3 separate regions of the Mus musculus genome follow, and all the other regions are linked to region 3. A link is a contact called in public ChIA-PET and HiChIP or PLAC-seq data. All regions are on one chromosome and are shown on one strand. The core of a region is the stretch at or near the end of the contact, and the rest is flanking DNA. Distances in the headings are between cores, read along the strand shown. Region 1 has its middle 18 kb from the start of Gm35307. Region 2 has its middle 11 kb from the start of Gm25716. Region 3 overlaps Dleu2 (deleted in lymphocytic leukemia, 2).

The links. ChIA-PET counts read pairs in DNA pulled down with a chosen protein or histone mark. HiChIP or PLAC-seq counts read pairs in DNA pulled down with a chosen protein or histone mark.
Region 1: a contact with region 3 is called in an RNA polymerase II ChIA-PET map of memory CD8 T cells, with 74 read pairs. The contact joins two enhancer-like sites. A contact is called at or near these places in 2 of 39 promoter capture datasets (the C10 cell line and liver), 1 of 15 datasets of contacts at CTCF or cohesin (the NIH/3T3 cell line), 1 of 484 Hi-C or Micro-C datasets (bone marrow-derived macrophages), 30 of 115 datasets of contacts at active chromatin or transcription factors (the 230-238 cell line, CD8 T cells, DN3 thymocytes and 21 more) and 1 of 9 other capture datasets (bone marrow-derived macrophages).
Region 2: an H3K4me3 HiChIP or PLAC-seq map of forebrain shows a contact between it and region 3, with 4 times the contacts expected there. The contact joins two enhancer-like sites. A contact is called at or near these places in 6 of 39 promoter capture datasets (the 3T3-L1 cell line, 3T3-L1-derived adipocytes, hippocampal neurons and 3 more), 1 of 15 datasets of contacts at CTCF or cohesin (the NIH/3T3 cell line), 13 of 484 Hi-C or Micro-C datasets (CD4 T cells, the N1E-115 cell line, cardiomyocytes and 8 more) and 11 of 115 datasets of contacts at active chromatin or transcription factors (astrocytes, bone marrow-derived macrophages, embryonic basal ganglia and 7 more).

The regions. Positions count from the first base shown.
Region 1 is chr14:62,015,597-62,018,296 of GRCm38.p6, forward strand. No RefSeq gene overlaps it. Among named protein-coding and RNA genes, the nearest start is that of Gm35307, 18 kb to the right of the region's middle. Within about 2 kb of position 1,440, at least 12 of the 459 cell types and tissues checked have an H3K27ac peak or open chromatin away from gene starts, as enhancers often do. A contact at or near this core is called in memory CD8 T cells, where this site is marked.
Region 2 is chr14:61,330,235-61,332,934 of GRCm38.p6, forward strand. No RefSeq gene overlaps it. Among named protein-coding and RNA genes, the nearest start is that of Gm25716, 11 kb to the right of the region's middle. Within about 2 kb of position 1,272, at least 57 of the 459 cell types and tissues checked have an H3K27ac peak or open chromatin away from gene starts, as enhancers often do. A contact at or near this core is called in the N1E-115 cell line, astrocytes, bone marrow-derived macrophages and 5 more, where this site is marked.
Region 3 is chr14:61,646,972-61,649,671 of GRCm38.p6, forward strand. The region is part of intron 1 of Dleu2 (deleted in lymphocytic leukemia, 2); the gene reads right to left. Among named protein-coding and RNA genes, the nearest start is that of Mir15a, 16 kb to the left of the region's middle. Within about 2 kb of position 1,415, at least 436 of the 459 cell types and tissues checked have an H3K27ac peak or open chromatin away from gene starts, as enhancers often do. A contact at or near this core is called in the N1E-115 cell line, astrocytes, bone marrow-derived macrophages and 6 more, where this site is marked.

The DNA.
Region 1 (2,700 bases), core at 190-2,689, 370 kb after region 3:
GACATACACAAAATAAACTCAATGGTATTTTTGTGGATTTTTCTTCCATTTTCATTTGTTTGGGTATTTTTCCCTTATTGGTCTTTTACTTTTTCATTTTGATTTTCTTTTTGTGTGTATGCTTGTTTGTTTGTTTGTTTGTTTGTTTGTTTTTTGAAAAAGAGAGAAATAATAACAAGTTGGGTAGAGAGGTGAGGATGATATAGAAGTCGGAGGAGGGAGAAAAGATGATCAAAATATATTATAGAATTTGTTTTTCAATTAAAAGGAAAGGTCACAATGTTTTAAATCACAGTTAAGTCATGTCTTCTTTGTGGTAAAACTAGAGGTGACCATTTGAAGTAGAGTAAATGAAAAAGAGGGAGAAGTGGAAGAAGGGGAGGAGGAGGAAGAAGAAGAGGAAGAAGACTAGATTTTCAATATCCCTCATCACTTCACCAAGTGGTCACCCAGGTATTTCTGCTGTCTCATAGGCACCAGGCAACATGCGCCACACACATGCACCTGTAATTCACATGCTTGGCAGAGATAGATTTGCTGGGGCTTGCAGAGAGACCCTGTCTCAAAGAAGAGGAAACTGATACCTTCCTCTGGCCTCCATGTTTATGAATGAACGTGCATGCATGCCCACTTGCACATAGTCTCTCTCTCTCTCTCTCTCTCTCTCTCTCTCTCTCTTTCTCTCTCTCTCTCATTGTGAAGGTTGCTGATACAGAGACAATATTCCTTTTATATTATGGTATTTCATGTAAGAATGTTAAAATAGCCATGAGACATGTGTAAAGCCTTTCTTTTTCACCTGTGAACTTTGAATTTCCTAGGAATATCACAAAAGCCAACCTTGACACTAAAAGCTAGCCCTTAACCTCCTTTGCAGCCCAGATCCTTTTGTCTAGACCAAAGAATTGTACAGAGCGATATACAGATAGTGCAAGCAAAGACTGAGAGGTCAAGGAAGGCTAGACTTCCAAACAGAGATATTTTGAAACCAGCACACTTCCAAGAGTGTGCTGAGAGTGAGAGATAGGTCAGAACAGACAGAGCTTTACAACCTAACTGAGAGTTACACAGACTCCTGGATAGACAGACAGATAAGGAGAGGGACTTTAATACTAGAGGTATTAAAGGTGGCAAATTTTCAAGGTGGTGAGCTTCTTTCTCATCCTCTTGACTTGACACAGATGCCTGGCAGCATAAAACAAAAGCCTATCTCTCACTAGCATGCCTCCTGCTGATGGACAGGCTTAAGGGGTTCAAGGGCAGATCAGCATCTATTATCCAACAGTTTAAGGCCAGTCAACTATCCAATCTTTCTTCAAAGGGATCAAGCCTATATTAGGGAAGGGAAACTCCTCAGAGACTTTAAAAGCCCTGGGCCCCAAGGAGACGGATTTTTCAGTCTTGGCTTTGCAGAGTCTTTTCTGTGTGACTGATTCATGTCTGTGCTTACTCAGCTCCCGGTAAACACAGACTTTCTTTCAACTGTTGATTCTGTCTGTGGTGTTTGAGGTTTCTCTGATGCTACCTGGGTTGTTTGAGGTCTTTCCAGCCTTTTAGTTCTTTAATTGGCAGGGAAAAAAAAAAACCCTATCAAGATCCCTAGACTAACACCACCGCCTCACTGAGCCAGGAATTGAGATTTTATGCTGGCATCCCATGTGGGGTTCTGGCTCATTTGGGTGACCCAGGCTTTCCTGTGTGTGCCCTGCCATATGAAATTCTACATATGACATATACATCGTGTGTCACTTTTCATCTGAGTACTTTCTACATACTGCAGCTGCGGTGTGGATGGGAGAGGTGAGACATTCGCTGTTACAACAAGGCACACTTCTGACACTGTGGGTGCATGTGCCAGCCTCAGATGGGTACATCTTACCGCCCCCGATGCCCGTCTTTCTAATCTGTGCTTAAATCTATGTTCAAACATCTTCCTATTGAGAAGAGGGCAGGCAGTAAAATCTGAGAAGGCCTTGTACAAAGCCTTCCAGAGTTAGTGTATAAAAACCAAGTGAGCAAAGAGGATGGCCAAGAACCTTCCAGCTAGGCCGTCTAAGAGGGGCTTGTGTCACTGGTGTGGGTGTACCCCACAGTAGCCCCTCTCATAATAGGATCTCAACATACACACCCTGGGGTGGAGATTTAAAAATGCTATAGTTGAACATGTGCTGTGAGGAGTTCTATTTGGAACTAATGCAACAGACTATGCAAGCGCAGATAAGCCTGAGCTAGGACACTGAGCTGCAAGCCTGTGCTAAGACAGCAAAGCCCCATGCTTTTGTGTGTGCAATGTTTCCTTGAGCTACTCAGTTTCTTCTTTACTTTGGCCTGTGACCTCCGAATGGGAAGTTTACTGTCTCTTAGTAAATGGTCTCTGGTTTGGCTCCAACTAAGTCGTCTCCTGCTTCTTATCTGGGGACACAAGAACTGAGGCAGCTCGTAGGTATTCTTCAAACATATTCTCACTTGGAAACTAATTTTTACTTGAGTAGAGGTCTCTGAAAGGAACCCTGGATGCTGTGGGTGGGAAGCATGGAACTGTATCTCCGGCTCCTGCCGCACTGTCCTAACAGGATGACTAATACCCATCCCCTGACTCTAGCCCCTATGGGCATAACATGATCATACCACTATACCTGGTATAATCTTAATGGGTAGTTAGGTTTTAATAAAACAAATGGAGATACCAAAATTCCCTAG
Region 2 (2,700 bases), core at 22-2,521, 320 kb before region 3:
CAGAGGGTCAGGCAAGGGGAAGGGGGCTCACATAATTGAGGATTCTCTCTCCTGGATTTAGGACTATCCCCTGGTCCTCTCCTGGCTGGAACAGAGAGTCGCTGACCCCTCACCCCTTTATGGTTGTTCTGAGATGTCCCCCTCTCTGGAAGACAATGATGATAGAATACACTCAGGGCCTGTTCCATAAATAACTGCTTGAGCTGAAGCAGGAAAGCCAGTCTAAGGAGGGTTTTTAACGTGCTCAGTCTCACAGGAGCACATGTTAAGCGCTGTACCAACCATTCCGGAGAAAGCTAAGAGGCAGGGGAGCACGCCTCTTGCAGAGCGAGCGGTTCCAATCCTCTTGCAGAGCGAGCGGTTCCAATCCAGTCTCACTGAGCACACAGCTAGGATCTAGCTCTGTGGCAGTGTAGCCGCAGATCCTCCCTCCCGTACCCATGGCACCAGGCAGACCTCTCAGCTTTCCTTGCCAAGTTCTTTGGTAGAATATGATAATCGTCTTTGGGGTTCATGGGATTAATGAGGGCTGGACAATACAGCGAACAGAAGTGCTTTGAAGAGGGACAGATCTGCGCTGGGCACTAACAACAGTCAGGCTTTCCTTGAATGCCTGCCAAGTTGGCATCCCAAATCCACTCCATTCTCTCTTCCACTTACTGCCTAACAAATGGAAAAGGCAAATGAACGGCGGCGGCGTGCGTGGCTTTTATCATGGACACCCTACACCCAAACCCAAGAGTGTTAGGGGAAGGGCCCATTGTCTGGAGATTTTTGAACTCAGACCTTGAAAGAACCGATGTCCTCGGAGCTCACTGTTCTACCCTCCCCCAGCCTTGCCCTAAAAACTCCAGATGCTAAAAATACCCTGGCCACCTGCTGCCCAGGGAGACAGTAAATCACGGGCCTTCTAGCACTAGAATCCCAGCCAGGCCTGGTTCAAGGTGGCCCCGGGCACAAACCCACGAGGTTAAGTTCACGTTTCTCCACCCAGGCTGCTACTAGCAGCTTTCCCTACTGCCCAGGAGGCTACAGGCAGAAGGGCCCAGAGCCAACGGGACCAGCTTGAACTTTCTGGAGCCAACGTGCCGAGTGGGTGAGGGGCAGTCTGGGAAAGGGCTGCTGGGGAAGGAGGCTCCAGGGAAAGGGAGCTGATGAGGCCACAAGAAGCAACTGCTTTACTGTATTAGAATACGGTCTGCACAACCACAAGTTGCCATACTGCGCTGTCTTGTTATTCGGAGGCCACCAGATGGCGCTGTTAACAAGGAACTCATGTATCTGTGGTGTGTGCTATTCCCTAGATGGGAAGAGAATTACTGGAGACAGCTCTTGCTTGACCTGGGCACACAGTGGCACATGGAGGAAATTTGCTACACACACACACACACACACACACACACACACACACACACACACACACACACACACCTCTAAACCAAAACACAGGCAAGAATGTCAAAGGTCAATTCACTTTCATTCTTAACACAGGACCACAGGCAAGAAATGAGAGGCAAATTAAATTTTAATGGACTTTTCAGCAAAAGGTTTCATCAACAAAGACAGTTGTGGGGACAAGTGCAGATTATATTTGAAAATTTGGGGATCCCTGAGAGTTTTCTAGAAAGCTATGTTATTACAGGTAACTGCTATCACACCAGTCAGTGGTGGCACATACCATTAATCCCAGCATACCAAAGGCAAAAACAGGCAGATACCTGAGTTCAAGGCCAGTCAGGTCTATAGAGTAGGTTCCAGGACAGCCAGGGCTACACAGAGAAGCCCTGTCTGGAAAACCAAACCAAACCAACCAACCAACCAACCAAAAACAATAATAAAAAGACAAACTGCTGTCAATCAGCTGCACGGTCCAATCAGTAAAATATAAAAACAGAGCAGTGCATAAGCTACAAGATAAGTGATGACGTTAAGGGCTACTCAAGTGTAATGAGTAGATCCACGTGATTGGAAATTACTTTGTGGTGGTTTGAATGAGAGTGGCCCCCCCTAGGCTCACGTGAGAATGCTTGGTCCCCAGTTGGTGGAACTGTTTGAAGGATTAGGAATGTGGGCTTGTTGGAAGAGGACTGACTGCCTTTAAGTTTTCAAAAGTCCAGGCTATTCTCAGTGTGTTCTTTCTTCTCTCTGCCTCACATAGACCACGGTGCAAGCTCTCAGCTACTGCCCCAGCACCATCCCTGCCTGCCTGCCTGCCTGCCTGCCTCCCACTATGTTTCCCACCATGATGATCATGAACCATGAGCCTCCAACTATAAGTTATATATAACTATATTATAACTTCCTTTATAAGTTACCTTGGTCATGGTGTTCTGTTATGCCGGGAGAAAAGTGACTAAGAAACACAGATCATCATCATCATCATCATCATTATTATTATTATTATTTGTGCATAGCTCACCTTCAACTGAGTGACTTTCAGATCTTTTATGTTCCTGGGGATGCATCTAATATTGTGTGTAATCCTTGCTGTTGGAGTAGAAAGACCACGTTTTTGTTGATGTTCCTGTTTTGGAGGCATGGTCCTGTTATTGTAGCCCAGTTGGCTCTGGACTGGAGCTTCCTCTGCCTCGGCCTTAGTTACCACCTTGCTGGGAGGTATACTTTTAAGTTGACTTTGACCTAATTCATGGGTGCTCTCACCCTGTGTCCCTCGGATTTCTTCCGGATAAACGACTTTTA
Region 3 (2,700 bases), core at 165-2,664:
CCAAACACCTTAGATCCTTCGGAGAAGTTTTCAACTAATGAAGAACAGAAATGTCTTATAACTCCAACAGCAGAAATACAGTTTTCTGAAAACAGCCTCTTTAGTTTTACATTTAAATATATATATTTCAGAACCATCTGAAAGGCTTTTACGGAAGAAACAACTCTATTATGTACTAACTTAAAAAAAAAACTCCGATTTTACATTTTGTATTTATTTGAATAGTTCTCTGTCTAAACACAGTTTTTCGTAGGTCAAGAATTATCAGCTCTGGGATCAACATTCAAACCCCCCAGTCCCGCTTCCTTCCAGCCAATCAGTGGGTAAGAAGCCCGGCGTTTGGGAGCTCCGTTAGACTCAATTTGAAAAACATCACATTGCGCTCCTACTCTTCTGGAAGGGATCTAAATGAGGGCGGGTCCCCCAGTTTTCACAGACACACACCAAATCCAGGGTTCTGATAAAATTCCAGAGGGAGAAAGCTCTGTAGGGGGCCTGCTCTGACTAGCAAGTCACCGAGGGTCTCCTGAAGCCTGAGTCCTCGGCGAATAACCGAGAAGCTGCAGCAAAAGCATCCGCAGAGGATCACTAAGGCAGGTCCGTGCGACCCTCCCGCAGAACGTCCCATGAGCTAAGGGTTAATCTAGGGGTGCTGAGGGAGGAAAGCGACACAAGAGTTTAACGTGGACTCTTCACAAAGACTAGTACCTAGCGAGCATTACCTAAAGTCAAAGCTGTCACTGGCTCATTCAAGAGCTGTCGACTCTGGGTTGACAAAAAGCCAACAGCCAACGAAGAAAAAAAAGAAAGAAAGAAAGAAAGAAAGAAACCCCCCCCCCAAAGGAAAGACAACTCCGCTTTCTTCCGCCTCAGCGTCAGGAGTACCCAAGGAAAGTTGAGGACTGCAAAATGACCGTTAAATCGTAGGTGCAAAGGCTTGTCGGCAGGAGACACCAAGTTTCACGCTACTTTTCCTTGAGACGCTGCGATTCAAGGACCGGAGAAGGAAAAAGTCTTCTAAGAGCCCGACGCCAGGAAATCGCAAGCTCGCAGCCCCGTCCTTCCCTTCACCCCGACACCCCTCCCCCTCGAGCGAGAGAGGGGACCGCCGGGAGAGCAACGACAAAATGACCCAGCTGGATGCGGCCATCCATCCATCCGCCGCGCCCGGGGTCGGGATCCGGCCCGGGACCGGCCCGGCCGGCGTCGTTTCTTCCCCGCACTCCGCAGCGCACCTCGGGGGCCGCGGGCAGCCGTCTCTCCCGCGACCCAAGTTTCCCGGCAGGAGACGGCCTGCGCCCGGACCGCCGTGCACACCGGGGAGGGCGGGCGGGCGCCTGTCGCGGGCGACCCTGCCGCGCCGGCCTAGCTCCCCGGCCGCTCGCGCTGACAGGTCGGGCGGCGGCCGCTCGGCCGTGTCCCGCTCAAACCGCGCCTCCCCTCCCCCAGCTCCGCGCTCCCGCCACCCGAGCGCGGCCGGACGCCGCCCATCCGAGGACACCCAACTTACAGCAACCGGATCCCCTGGGGGAGCTTCTGCCGCGAAAGTGAGGGCAGACCCCGAGTCCGGTCCCTGCTCCCCTCACGGTCCTCCGGTCCCATCGCTGCCACCTCTCGAGACCCGCTTCGCTACTTGAGGCTCTTACCGACTGCGCCGCATCTGGCGAAGCCCCACCGACTGCCCTCTGCTCTAAGTTAATTTTTTTGATGATTTTTGGGGGATTTTCCGGCGTGATCCTAGCGTCGCGCTAGGCTCGGACAGGTTATCCCTTCCCTCCCGCTAGATTGATGAGATCAGGCATCACTCGAAAATGGCGCCGAAAGCGCTGAGACTCCTCATTCAAATTCGTTAGAGCCAACCCCGCCGCCCCGGGGCATGCCGGGAACGCGGGCCGGCTCCACAGCTGTCCCTGCCTCCCCCCACCCACCCCCGCGCGACCCTGCTGCGCATGCGGAAACTTCTACCTCCCTCTCCCCCGGCACATGCGCAGGATCGTCGTGGCGCAAGGCTCTCTACTTCCTCGGTTCCAGTCCCCGCTGTGTCTTGCGCTCCTGTGTGTGCCTGCGTGGCCCCTGTGCGGCAGTGGAGGTGGTCAGCTTTCGGACACTACTCCGGTGACACACTAGTGATGAAACAAATCAGGGACTATCTTAAGAGTTTCGTAAAAACAAGACAAAAACCGCTTTTAACTAAACTCCAAGCCACCGAGTGCGCCTTCGAGCCCTGGGTGGCCGCTCAGGAACTTAAAACCGCGTATCGCTGTCGTGCTCTCGCCCTCCGCCAGCGCCTCCCAGATCTGTCACACCTAAGCCTAGAACCATCTCACGAGGTAGGAATTTTACGGTTCAATCACACGACCAGCGGGCGGCTGTCACACCCCGACGTTTCCCTCCACCCCAGACCTCGAGGTGTGCGACCAGCCCACCATGCACAAGCCTTTGGATTCTGAACTGGAGACGGAGCTTTCGGTTCTGGATTGGAGCCGAAGATGTACAATCTTTTGGACGTCACTAGGGTACTTTTCCAAAAGAAAAAAAAAATAGTGCTAGAGTAAATTATGGACTCACCAGATAGGTTTCCCGTTGTATGAAGCCCCGAAAAAGTTGTAAGAGCCACTGGGTACTGATAATGTGGTACGCATTGTTATCAAACGCTTTGTGGATCAGGTGTCTCACTGCCCACAACACCTCTATGAAGTA